Linked DNA regions of Pan troglodytes: region 1 is linked to region 2. A link is a contact called in public HiChIP or PLAC-seq data. All regions are on one chromosome and are shown on one strand. Each heading gives the region's core, a stretch centred on a gene start, on an enhancer-like site or on the middle of the called end of the contact. The rest is flanking DNA. Distances are from core to core; before and after follow the strand shown.

Region 1 (6,885 bases), core at 1,960-4,459, 190 kb before region 2:
CTCACTTTATAGCTCTGGCTGGTATGGAACTCCTGGGCTCAAGTGATCCTCCCACCTCAGCCTCCCAAAGTGCTGGAATTACAGGTGTAAGCCACTGTGCCTGGCTTACAATTTTCTTTTACTGTCCTTATCTAGTAATAGTAAAACTCATCTTATAAAATAAATTGGCAGATTTCCTTCATTTTCTATCTTTTAAAATAATTTATATAAAGAAAGAAATTATTTGTAAAACCACACAGACTAATGTCTTTCAGCAAGAACAAGCTTTTGATTCTTGATTTTTGTTGTTGTTTTTTGGGTTTTTGTTCGTTTGTTTTTGTTTAGAGACAGAGTCTCACTGTGTTGCCCAGGCTCGAGTGCAGTGGTGTGATCTCGGCTCACTGCAACCTTAGTCTCCTAGGTTGAAGGGATTCTTGTGCCTGAGTCTCATGAGTAGTTGGGACCACAGGCACGCACCACCACACCCGACTAATTTTTGTATTTTTAGTAGAGACAGGGTTTCACCATGTTGCCCAGGCTGGTCTCGAACTCCTGACCTCAGGTGATTCACCCGCCTCAGCCTCCCAACGTGCTGGGATTACAGGCATGAGCCACTGTGCCCGGCCTGATTCTTGATTTGATTTCTTTATTGGTTACTAGTTTATTTAGGTTTTTATTTCTTATTGAAATTATCTTTTACCTATCATTTATATTTTCTTCTCAATAATTACCCATTTTATGTAAATTAAAACATTTATTCACATACATTTGTCTAAAATATCACTTTATGATTATCAAAATATCTACAGTATCTAATATGATGTTCTCTTTTCATTTTTTATTTCTTCCAGTGAATATTTCTTTCTTGCACCAATTATTTTTTTTTCTTTTCTTTTTTTTTTTTGAGACGGAGTCTTGCTCTGTTGCTCAGGCTAGATGGAGTGCAATGGTATGATCTCGGCTCACTGCAACCTCCATCTTCTGGGTTCAAGTGATTCTTCTGCCTCAGCCTCCCAAGTAGCTTGGGTTACAGGCGTGCACCACCCCGCCCGGGTAAGTTTTGTATTTTTCGTAGAGCTGGGGTTTTGCCATGTTGGCCAGGCTGGTCTTGAACTCCTAACCTCAGGTGATCCACCCAGCTTGGCCTCCCAAAGTGCTGGGATTACAGGTGTGAGCCACCGTGCCCGACCCTTTTTTTCTTTTTCTTTGACTAGTCTTGTCTATTAGTTATTTCAAAGAAGTAGCTTTGATTCTATTGAACCTCAATGTATTTCTTACAATGCTATTGAGGTATAATTTACACATAAAATTCATCCATTTACAAAAATGAAAGTTTAAAATTCAATTATTTTTGGCAAATTTACCAAATTATGAAATTGTCACCATTGTGCAGTTTTAGGACATTTTCATCACCCCAATTAGACTGTTTATTGTTCATGTACAGTTAATTCCCATTTCACACCTAGCTCCAGGCAACCATTAATCTACTTTCTGTCTGTATGGATTTGCCTTTTCCAGACATTTCATATAAATGGAAATTTATAGAACACAGGGCCTTTTGTGTCTGGCTTCTTTGACTTAGTGTTATTGAATGAATGAACCTCTCCATTTTTCTTTCCCTTCCTCCCTCCCTCCCTCCCTTCCTTCCTTCCCTCCCTCCCTCCCTCTTTCTCTCTCCTTCTCTTCCTTTCCTTTTTCTTTCTCTCTTTCTTCCTTTCCTTTCCCTTTCTCTTTCTTTCTTTCTCTCTTTCTCTGTTTCCTTTCTCTCTCTCTCTCTTTCTCTCGCTTGCTTGCTTTTCTGGAGCTCTCAGAGCTGGTCAGAGCCCTCCAGGCCTACAGCTTTCGTGGAGTCAGAGCCTTCATCTCCTAGTATGGAAGCAACCCTCTTGGTCTCCCCACCCGCTTCGTACAGTTGGCCAAATGGTCTGAAACAAATGAAAGACCTGCCTTTCAGCATGTTTTGGGAGGTTCAGACAGCGCCTGACTCAATGAGAACGGTCAGCGACGAGCGGCATTTCCTTCTTTTAAAGACCCTCTACAATTCCAGGCACTCCTGCAGCTGTGGAAACATTCCGAACGGCTTAGCAACCTTTAGTCAGGACACCCTCTGCGCCGACCACTACCAGCATCGCAGGCTTCTTGAGCTGGCCTTCCCAGTGGAAAACCATGCTTGGTGTTTGCACACTGCTCAAAGGATGTTTTCGAACAAAGCACCGAGGAAGGGGCGAAAACACCTCAACACAGCCGTTCTCTGGGGTTGGAGCTATTGAAGTGTGACATTTGCGAAGACTCAACTTGTTTATGACACGGTCCAAATAATAACCCTTGCAGACTGCCCGCCCCACCCGCCCCCCAGCACTCTCCTTAGATTCAGGTAAAAGCATGTTATAACCGTCTATAGGACAAACAGGCAACAGTAGCAGTGAAGTGACTCAAGTAGCCAGGATCGAGAATGAAGGTGCTCAAAGAAGACTAGTTTGATCTGTATGTAGTGCGCTCATCTTTTTTGAAACTAGGAAATTAAAAATTAGAATAAAGTTTTTATTTAATATGCAAATACATCCGCAAACCCATCAGGAAACATAAGAGAAATCAGTGCCAAAGGAGCTCTTTCTCCCAGCCCTCTAATCCTGGCAGGTTTGTGGATCGCGGACGGGGAGCCCCTGGAAAGGACCGCGCCGGGAAGCCGGGCCCTGCAGGGACTGGCCGCGGCTGCACCGGCGTTGCCCGTCGCACACTAGGAGGCAGCACCGCGCCGAGGAACCCGCAGCAGACGGGCAGCCAGCGTGTGTGCCTGGGGCGAGTGCCCTCGCCTGCCGGCGTCCCCATCGGAAAAGTGGGGGCGAGGGCAGCCTAGCGGAATAGCTGCGGGAGGATTAAATGAACGAGTGCAGGTTCACCTTCTGGGCGCTGACAACGATCCGTGGGCTCTCGCGAAATGCCAAGTCGCCGTCCCGCTTGCTCCCACAAAAGTTTTGGGAGCCACGCGGCGCGGCTGGCGGGCTCCTGAGTCCATGAGCGGTCCCACCGAGCGGTCCCCGAAGCTTCCCCAAAGCCCAGCCCGCGGCTCGCGGAGCGTGGTGTGGGGGGACTACAGTTTCCAGAGTGCCCTGCGGCGACGGGCGGAGCCGGGGAGCGCCCGCAGCCAATTAGGGGGTCCCGGGGCTCTGCCGGGGAGCGGCAGGTGGAGCCGGGCCGGTGGGCGGGCGCGGGGACGGTCCCCTGGAACGGGTCCGAGGCTCTCGCAGGCAGGGCTGGGCCGGGCAGGAGCTGCGAGGCCGGCACAAGGGAGGCGGCCCTGGGGACCTGACAGGGCGAGGGCGGGGGCGGGGACGCCGCCGCCTGCGCGGTTCCGGGTGCTCCCGGCGCGGCGCTGCCCAGGGCACACTTGACCGAGGTCGGGCTGCGGGGAAGGGCGGGTCTGGGGAGAACCCCGAGAGACGCGGCGTCCTCCAACTCCTCCTCCTTCTCCTCGCGGCCGCCGAAGCCACAGCCCGAGCCCGAGCCCGAGCCCGAGCCCGAGCCGGCGCCACCGCGCCCCCGGCCATGGCTTTTGCCAATTTCCGCCGCATCCTGCGTCTGTCTACCTTCGAGAAGAGAAAGTCCCGCGAATATGAGCACGTCCGCCGCGACCTGGACCCCAACGAGGTGTGGGAGATCGTGGGCGAGCTGGGCGACGGCGCCTTCGGCAAGGTTTACAAGGTGAGGGCGCTGAGGTGGGTGGCCGGACGCGCGTCGAGGGGCTCCGGAAGGAAGGGATGCCTGACCCGGACCCGGCCAGCCTGGCTCCGGCTCCGAGGGCTGCCCGGCGCTGAATTCGGGGTCCCTGGCCCTCATCCCGATGACTCCTGTTTTTTGGGGGGAACATCACTCGGCCCGGCCGAGTCCCTGCGCTCTGGGCGCCCCCTCCGGGCACGGTTGCCGCCCCCACCCTAGCCCTGTTTCGGAGCACTTCCTGTGTGTCCTGCACTGCGCTCGGCGCCGCACGAGGAGACAAAGGGGCGTTGACAGGACCTCAGCATCCGAGAGGGCCACTCGAGGGACCTTCCAGGGACGTTCCGTAAAACGGCGATACGGGCACACTTTTTTTTTTAGAGAGACCACACAGATGCTGTGGGAATATCGAGGCGATGTGGACCGAGAAACTCGGCTGCGCTTGGACGGGCTGGGAGCTAGGGACACATCTGAAGATGAGCCAGAGACAGGGAAGTGGGGTGGGCGAGGGGTGGCCCATGGACTGAGAGGTGGGGCTTGGAAAGGTGGGTTGGGGCTGGGCAGAGGGGGAGGTCAGGATCTGGTGAATGCTGAGCCTGGGGGAACAGATTTGATTCCGTCGGTCTGAGTCACAGCTGGGGAGTCTCCCAGCCTGCAGTCACCTCTCCCCTAGAGGAAGACGCGGCAGAGAGCTTTTGTGGAGTGGGTGGGGCACAGCTGATTGAGTCTAGAGAAGTGTGGCAGCAGGACGTTGGTTTCTGCTCCTGGGAGCTAATTCTGAGGTGGTGAGTTGTTTTAGGGAGCCAACACCTACAGCTTGACTCCCCCCTTTCCCCTAAGAAAATTTTTACTGGGAGACTCCTACTTGTTAAATTGGTGTATACCTCCAGGAGAGCACCTCTCTTCTAAGCCACTATCCTCCTCCTTGGGGCTCCTGTAGCTTGTAGGCCACTCTGACCCTAGGATTGTCGTTCTATGAGGCTGGACCACAGAGAAGGCTTCTCCAGGCCTTCTCCTCTGACTTGGAAGTGGTCTATCGCCTAGTTACCGAAGTAGTTCCTAGATGACCGGTGTTATAATAGCATCATTTGGGAGCTTGTTAGAAGTGAACAATCTCAGGCCCAGCCCCGACCTGCTGAATTAGAGTCTACGTTTTAATAAGATCCCAGGTGATTCCTAAGCAAATAGGTTTGAGAAGTACTTCCCTAGAGGCTTGGAGTGGTGGCAGTTTTTCTTTTTTCTTTTCTTTTTTTTGAGACAGGGTTTCCTTCTGTTGCTCAGTCTGGAGTGCAGTGGCCCGATCTCGGCTCACTGCAACCTCTGCCTCCTGGGCTCAAGCAATTCTGCTGCCTCAGCCTTCGGAGTAGCTAGGTCTACAGGTGCACACCACAGCCCGGCTAATTTTTGTATTTTTTGTAGACTTGGGGTTTCGCCACGTAGCCCAGGATTGTCATGAACTCCTGAGCTCATGAAGTCAGCTCGTTTCAGCCTCCCAAACTGTTGGGATTACAGTGGTGAGCCACCCTGCCTGACCTGGAGCGGTGGCAATTTTGAGACCAACCAGGCCCACTCAGTGCCTTTTTTTATTTTTATTTTTTGTGAGACGGAGTCTCACTCTGTTGCCCAAGCTGGAGTGCGGTGGTTTGATCTCGGCCCTCACTGCAACCTCCACTTCCTGGGTTCAAGCAATTCTCCTACCTCAGCCTCCCAAGTAGCTGGGATTGCAGGCACACACCACCACACCTGGCTAATTTTTGTTTTTTTAGTAGAGACGGGGTTTCACCATGTTGTCTAAGCTGGTCTCGAACTCCTGACCTCAGTTGATCCACCCACCTCGGCCTCCCAAAGTGTTGGGATTACAGGCGTGAGCTACTGTGCCTGGCCTGGTGCCTCTTTTGTTTCCTTGCCACCTCCCCTCTGAGCCCACACTTCCTGTTACGGGGTAGGGAGAGGTCTTGTGGTCCGAGAGGCAGTGCTTTTGGACTGCCCCGACTTGCTGTCCTCCTTTGCCTGAGGGCCTTGCCCATATTTGAGGGCAGCCAGCTCACCCTGTCCTCAGCACGTCTTTTCTTCACTCTCCTCAGAGCTGCATCTTCTTCCTGGTGGCACCAGAGAATGACCCTCAGCCTTGCAGCTCTCTCTGGACACTGCCAGTGTCCTTGACTGCCTTAGACAGAGCCTGCTCCTGCAGCTGTGCTCTGACTACTGTGAGGGCAGCTGGACCCCTGTGGGCAGCTCACCACAGGACCCACTTTCTCCAGAAGGTTCAGTTGGTGTTTTTAGCGTATGCTAAACATATGGGTTTTTTGGGCCGGGCGTGGTGGCTCACGCCTGTAATCCTAGCACTTTGGGAGGCTGAAGCAGGCAGATCATGAGGTCAGGAAATTGAGACCATACTGGCCAACATGGTGAAACCCCGTCTCTACTAAAAATACAGAAATTAGCCGGGCATGGCGATGCGTGCCTGTAATCCCAGTGTCTCAGGAGGCTGAGGCAAGAGAAACGTTTGAACCAGGGAGGTGGAGGGTGCAGTGAGCTGAGATAGCGCCACTGCACTCCAGCCTGGCGACAGAGCGAGACTCCGTCTCAAAAATAAAACAAAACAAAACAAACATATGGGTTTTTTTTTTCTCCGTTAGGGGCTTTCAATTGCATTCTTGTCCCCTTCCCTGCAGTGTGTCCTGGCTTCACAGGGTTCATCTTCCTTTAAACTTAAACGCAGAACTTTGCTTTCATGCTGGTAAGATTTCCCCTTGTCATTTTCAGTTGTGTTTCCTCCTGCTTTCGTCCCTTAAGACTCCCCTGCTACTCTGAAAGTTTCATACAAAGGAACTCATCCGATTCACAATCTATACTGTCTCCTCTTGGTTCTCCAAAGCACGTGGAAAGTCAGTTTTTAAAAAAGTGACTCCAGGGCCAGGTGCTGTGGCTCACGCCTGTAATGCTAGCACTTCAGGAGGCCGAGGTGGGTGGATCACTTGAGGTTAGGAGTTTGAGACCAGCTGGGGCAACATGGTGAAACCCCACCTCTACTAAAAATAAAAAAATAAAAAATTAGCCGGGTGTGGTGGCGCATGCCCTATAATCCCAGCTACTCGGGAGGCTGAGGCAGGAGAATTGCTTGAACCCGTGAGGCGGAGGTTGCTGTGGGCTGAGATCATGCCGCTGCACTCGAGCCTGGGGGACAGAGGG
Region 2 (6,941 bases), core at 1,463-3,962:
TTGGCTAATTCCTATGTATGAGCTTTTAACCCCACTGAGCTCCTGGAATTTGACCTAATAATATTAGTACTTTTTTCCTTTTAAGGCAGCACACAATTTTCTTTTCTTTTTTTTTTTGTAGATCATGGTGCAGCCACAGAGATGGCAGCCCCTCCCCATGCTCCCAGGTATACGATTTTAATAAAAGGACAGAAACCTTGATTTATCTCCACTACAGTTCCAATGCCAGGGGATGCAAACTCAAATATCTATACAGGTTAGGGATGCAACTTAAATGAGTGAAGCATGCAGATACAAGACAAAAAGGAGTGATGGCAACTGTGGAAAACCATAGAATATATGCTTAAATAAAGGTAGTTGCTATTTAACCCCTGCATATTGTTGCCATGTAGATCTAATTGTCAGATATTCTAATTTTTCAAGAAAAGCTGGAAATTCAGATTTTTAAAACCTGAATATCAAATTTTAAAAACAGTAAAAAAGACGGTATAGGACAAACATATGTATGTGCTGGGGTGGGGGGCGGGGGAGAGGGTCACATCCAGCTTGTGACTCCTACCCCATGCCTGTTTTTATACCCCTGTACAATCCCTTCCCACACTGACTATGGGTTTGGCCATACTACTAGTTTTGGCCAACGGGACATTACCAAGTGTGGTGCATACCAGAGGTTTGATAAGCATTTGTTCACTGGGGCTTGTCCTTTCTCAAGTCACTATGCAGACGTTTGAATGATAAAAAGCCACAGGGAGGAGAGGCCCTAGAAGATGAAAAGTCATTTTGAATGAGTTCCCAGCTGATTGCATGTGGGCCCCGGCTGAGCCCGGGTCAGCCCACACAATTGTAAAATCATAATAAACCATTGTTATTCTAAGCTACTAAGTCTTCGGCGGTTTGTTGTGTTGCAACAGGTAACTGAAATAGAGGTCATATCTAATCCCTTTGTTTTACTAATGAATGTCCTAAGGGCCATAGTGGAAGGGACCTGGTGAAATTCAGATAGCATGACAGTGGTAAGAACTTTCCAATTCTGTGCTCTTCCTATTGCTTTTCTTTCAATTCCCTTGGTGAAAAGCACCAGGTAAGGACTATGAAACTTCAAAGTCTACCTGCAGGGAACTTATACTGTGTCCTGAATGCATGCAAATTACTGTAACTTGGTCCTTGGTAATGGAAAGATTTCTAGGTCATCCAGCCTCTTTGACTTTATAGGTGCAGAGAATGCAAAAATACTTTGAGAAAGTGAAAAGCAGTCTCTGATATCTGGAAGCTGGCCTGGTACAATCAGCCATGCCATGATGTTACTAGACCACAGCCTGGCCCTTATAGCTAGGCTTTGTGTTTTCCTGTAGAACAAAAACAATTCCAAAGAACATCAACATCAGACGAGGTCATTCTGTGACCATGATAGATCCAGACAAATACAAGACCACTCTATAATCGGGTCTAAACACGATAAAAAGATAAAACCTGATGATTGGCCAAACCACAAAAAATGACTCAACATCCCCACTTGGCTAATATGAGGGAGCTGCTGCTGCACTTTTTTTTTTTTTTCGTTTTTGAGACAAGGTCTGGCTCTATCACTCAGGGTACAGTGGAGTGGTGCGATCTCCATTCACTGAAACCTCCACTTCCTGGGCTCAAGCGATCCTCCCACCTCTGCCTCCCAAGTAACTGAGATGACAGGCGCGCACCACCAGGCCCGGTTCATTTTTGTATTTTTTGTAGAGACGCGTTTCGCCATGTTGCCCAGGCTGGTCTGGAACTCCTGCGCTCAAGCAATTCGCCTGCCTCGGCTTACCAAAGTGCTGGGATTACAGGCGTGAGCCACTGTGCCCGGCCAGGCTGCTGTTTCTTTATCTGCACAGCTTTAGCCTCAATCTAGAATTCCCTTCCTCTAGATAAGATGAACTGAGATGCTCAATCATGGAACGACCCTCTCTTCCTGACAGTATCTAATCCAGTGAAGCTCTCACTTCCTTAAACTCTCTCCCAAATCACTAACAACTCTTACCGAGAGGCCCTATCGTGCCTCAATGTGTGTTCTCAGTCACTGCAACTAGTAATAAACCCAGCTTGTTCAACGATCCGTGTCTTCCTGGTGGGATTTGGTTAGAGGGCACGGACAGACTTAAGTTACACAGAGTTGGAGGCTGAGTTCACTAGAAGGAGTCTCCGCTTGTGTGTTCCTTCTTAGCCACTCTTTTGGTTAATGTCTGTCGTCCCTCTACCAGAATTAAGCTCCATGAGAACAGGAGCCTTGTCTGTCATGTTCAGAGCTGATTCTCAGCGCCTAGAACGGTACGCAGCGGAAGCTGGATGCTTAAAAAATAACCATTTTCTGAACTAATGAATGAGGGGCTCGATATACGCACGTCCCCTTTAATCTCGCAGCTCCTCGCAGATCGTGTGACATACAGACAGCACCACAGCACATTTCCCAAAACCCCGTCTTTCCCGAAGAAATCTCGAAACTCTCACTCCTGGGATGCCCATCCTCTCAGAGCCTCTTCCCCAGGCCGAGCTTCTCTCACTCGCTGGCCCCTTTCCACACCTGAGCCCCAGGCCTATACACCTTCCTAACGCCCCTAGAACCCACCTGTCTCCACCATCTGCCCCTACCATCAGACACTGCCGGACGGGCCGCGCAGCTACCTAGGCGTCTAGGGGGCACTGCGGCATGGACCGCGCATGTGCGGAAATGGGTCGCATACGCAGGACCTCCGACAAGTGAGGAGTTGCCTCGGAGTTTCCGTCCCGGTCTGGGCAGCCTTGGGCTGCCAGGAAGTCAAGAGAAGCTAGCCGGAAGGAGAACCCGGGCGCACGGCTTTCTGGGACACGTAGTCGTGGCGCTCTCGAGGCCCTACCATGAGCAAGCTCTTAACTCTTCAGGTCTGCACGTCCTACGTCCACAGTCCAGTGCTACTCTCAGCTCGGAGTTCAGCTTCGGGCTGCCAAGAGCCAGCAACCTGGTGTCAGAGGCTCGGTCCCACAACGCTCTGCGGGCCGCGGCGCCTGCTGGGAGGTGTAGTCCCCGATCTGCGTACTGCGTTCGCCGAGGGGGAGGGCGGAGCTGCCGGCGGCCCGGGCGGGCTGGCAGCTAGAGTGGGTGCGATAGCCGCCTCCGCCTCTGCCGCCTCCGCCGTCGCCTCCTCCGCCCGGGCCGTTCGCTGCTGCGCGGGGAGAGCGAGGCGGGGCCGCCGGGGCCGCCATGGAGCCCGACTCGGTGATTGAGGACAAGACCATCGAGCTCATGGTGAGTGCGGCCCGCTGGACCGTCTGTGTTTCCGTCCGTCCGGCCCCGGGCGGGCCTGCCCACCTCAACGTCCGGTGCGAGGCCGGCTCTGGCCTTTCCCAGACGCCTCGACCCAGACCCGGGCCCCCAGCCTTCCCTGGCCTCGGACCTGGCGCGGGCTCCTCTGATCCCTCGACATCTCCGGCCGGTCCTGGCCCGGCCCCCTCCATGCCCCTCGCTTCTCCCCCTCCCCCTGGTCCCGTCTCCGGTCCCAGCTCTCGGACGACCCTCGCTCGTTTATGCTGTAGACTTAGGTCGCACTCGCTCTAGCACCCCATTCTCCTTCTTTTAGAAAGGGATTTTTTTTTTCTTTCCTCTGTTTCGGCCCAGGCCCGCACCGCGCTTGCAAGCCCCACTCAGGCCGAGTGAGATGGTGGGAAGGAGTACGGAGATGGGTTGGGGCCGCCTGGGCCTCCGCGTCCTAGGAGGGGTCTCAGCACCCACTCCCCAGCCTTAGGTCTGTGTGGATGCCAGGATAGGCCCTACAGAGTTGGGGGGAGGGGGGGCAGGGAGCTTTCGGGTTTGAGGCTGTGGCGGATAAGGAGGCCTCTTTCCCGGGCCCTTGTGGTGTCCGGCTTCTCGGACAAAGGGTTTCCTACCCGGCAGAGAGGGATGTTTGCATAGCAAGGCCCCAGGTACTCTGGATTCCATCCTCCAGGAAAGAGAAGGCGCAACTTCACGTTTTCCAGAGCTGCTTTGGGAAACTGGAGATGACTGGGGAGGGAGCCATCCTCATCACTGCCGCGAGTTCTTTCTTCTCAGAAAAAAAAAAAAGAGGGGAATCCTTGGCCCCAGGGGGAAGCGACCACTCTTCTGTTAGAAACCACTGGCAGCCAGGCCAGACTCCCGGTCCGTGGACACCCTCCACCCTCCTCCGAAGCTTTAGGATTTGAAACCAGAAGGGGTTTTTAGGAACAGGACAGTGAGAGAGTGGCTAGAAGTGAAGAATTTGCTAATTGATGGATGATTTGGTGGAAGAAATAAAATATGGCCGATATTACCTGCCAATGTGAACATGAGGGAAATCAAACTGGGCTCTGGAGAGCTGGGAAGAGGAAGTCTGCATCAGCAAATGGACATGTCCAGGATTTCTTCCTGTGGAAGCCTTGACAGTTTCTTTGTATCTCTCCTAACACGGTAACAACTTCTTCCCCAGGGTTGAGAGGAGAGGTGGAAGAATCTACTTAACCCAGCAAAATGTTTTCCTAGCCAGATTTTCTTCAGTGTGAAAATGTTTATTGAGTCAGTGATTCCACTGGGTAGGGTTGGTGACATCAGAGCCACTTCCCCCATTTAACGCTATAAATAATAAATGGTGACACTGAAAGTCTGTTGGATAGCTGCATGGTTTCTGTGGATGATGGTGTCTGGGGAGTTGAGATGCTTGTTTTAAAAATGGAAGTACAGTAGCATAAATATGGAGGCAGCTTAATGTTTGCTGTCCTTTGCATAATTCACAGAACTGGACTTCTCTAGCATTCTTGAAAACTAGGAGGGAAAAAAAGAAACTGATAGTTTTTGATTTTTGCATGCGTGTGTGTGTGTGTGTGTGTGTGCGCACGTGGGGTTGTTTTCAAAGGGATGTCACATACTGAGTGATTTTTCCTTTTCAGCATAATTTATCATACTTGTAGTCAAGTGTTTGGTATTCTGTAACTTTTGTAGTGGGTTATTTTGGTAACTATCTTAAATCGACTAAGTATATTACATATTCTTAAGAATGTACACACAATGCATGTACTTACAACAGAAGTACTTCATATCGAAAAATTGTAACTTGGTGCCTCTTTGAAATTGGCTGTTCCCAGCTCCTTCCATTTCTATTCCTTTAAAAAATAACGAAAATGTATTTATTTTCAAAAGAATTATAAGAAATACGTTGTAACCCAAGTCAGTGTATGGTTACAAAATAAAAAAATAAAAACCTTTGGCCTAAATTCACTGGCTTCCTATGCTTATAACTTAAAAAGTTTTGATTTTACATGATAGCACTTGGTTTTGATCAGAAAAGAGATTTCAGCCTGTTAAGGACATTATAAACTGGGATTTAAACTGGAATTCTTTGAAAATTTAACAGAGTTTAGTTATATTACGATTAATTTTAAAATGGCCTTTTATTTAAGGATTTTGATATTTCCTGAAAGGGATATCAGTTAAGACTCTTAGACAACCCTTATCATAAATTAAATATGTGTATTTATTTTAGTAAAGTAGCACAGGTGCTTAACAACTGATTGAGTAAATCCAGGATCAAATGTAGGAAATAATGTCTTAGAATCTAATTGCATGTGGCTTTCTGTTTTCACTGCATTTCAATGACAGTTTCCAGAACTGGGTTAAAAATATTTTTTACATTGGTTTCAAGATAATACGATTGATGGAGGAAAAGGGGTTAAACTGATGGTGTTTTGAAAGCCTAAAGCATGAAATATTTTTAGATTTTTATGAGTCATCTTCAGTACTCAAATATTTGTGATTGTGCTGCTTGTACCAGTTTGGCACTTAATGCTTAACAAGATAACTTTCATTTGCTGTTCCAAAGTGTGCTGTATTAAAAAGAGGAAACAGACTTCTTGGTTATCTCCATTTTCTAATCTTCATCCCTGTACTTTCCTTAATATTGATTCTTCTGTTTTTCCTTGCATTTTTGATAAGTATATTAGGAAATAAAGCTGGTGATAGCAGAATAGTTAAATTTCTAAAATATAACCCCCACTTTGACTCCTACCGCTGCCTGATGCCTGGGTCCACAAAGGTTGCTTCTCCTACTGACCCACTCTATAGGATTCAGCTTTTAATATTATTAGAGTCTATAAACTCTTAATTTAGACCCTGAATTTACAGTTACTAATGGTAAATAATTTAACCGCCAGATGACTTTTAGGGCCTTATATTGGCCCAGTGCTATACCTGTTAGTGGGCCTATTTTTCCAAACTTCTGAGTTTGGTAAAATTCGCCTTATGAATGAGGCAGAAAACTAGTAATTCATTTTGGAAATATGTGAAGTTTATCAGGCTATGTTCAATGGACTTCATTGGGAAGAATGAGAACTGTACAATATGTATCACGTGGTATTTATTAACCTTTGAGTTAGGAATATGACTTGATTTTCAGGCACTCATCACTAGAAAGCACTCACAAGAGCTTCTGATTGGAAGAGAAAGATGATTAGATTACCCTGTAAGAAGCCAGCAGAAATTGATGCTATCACTTTAGGAAAGGCGATCCTGCCTCCTCCACGGGTGTGAGTGAATCCCCTCTTCCCTTTACACAATTAATGGATGGTTTATAATTAATTGTTAAATGACTTCCCTTTTTGCTAAGTGACCTTAAGTGAGTCATTTCCCTTCTGTCTTATCTCTTAAGTGGCTGTATTACTTGTTGAATGAAGTAATATAGGTTAAAATACACTGATCCTTATTAAGAAGGTGTGGGCAGGTGCGGTGGCTCACACCTGTAATCCCAGCACTTTAGGAGGTGGGAGGATTGCTTGAGCCCAGGAGTTAGAGACCAGCCTAGGCAACATAACAAGACCCTGTCTCTACAAAAAATAAAAAAATTAGCCAGGCATAGTGGTTCACTCCTATAGTCCCTGCTACTCAGGAGCCTGAGGTGGGGAGGATTGCTTGAGCCCAGGAGTTT

What was found. HiChIP or PLAC-seq counts read pairs in DNA pulled down with a chosen protein or histone mark.
Region 1: a contact with region 2 is called in an H3K4me3 HiChIP or PLAC-seq map of stem cell-derived excitatory neurons, with 3 times the contacts expected there. The contact joins the promoter of STK10 here to the promoter of FBXW11 in region 2. A contact is called at or near these places in 1 of 7 Hi-C or Micro-C datasets (stem cell-derived neural progenitor cells) and 1 of 1 datasets of contacts at active chromatin or transcription factors (stem cell-derived excitatory neurons).

What each region holds. Positions count from the first base shown.
Region 1 is chr4:169,846,311-169,853,195 of NHGRI_mPanTro3-v2.0_pri, reverse strand. STK10 (serine/threonine kinase 10) reads left to right here and starts at 3,209. Exons shown (of 19, transcript XM_016954200.4): 1 at 3,209-3,681. The coding sequence starts at 3,526.
Region 2 is chr4:169,659,688-169,666,628 of NHGRI_mPanTro3-v2.0_pri, reverse strand. It overlaps FBXW11 (F-box and WD repeat domain containing 11), which reads left to right and starts at 2,712. Exons shown (of 12, transcript XM_003310956.5): 1 at 2,712-3,259. The coding sequence starts at 3,215. LOC134809992 (a long non-coding RNA gene) reads right to left here and starts at 2,799. Exons shown (of 3, transcript XR_010157047.1): 1 at 2,603-2,799; 2 at 666-760.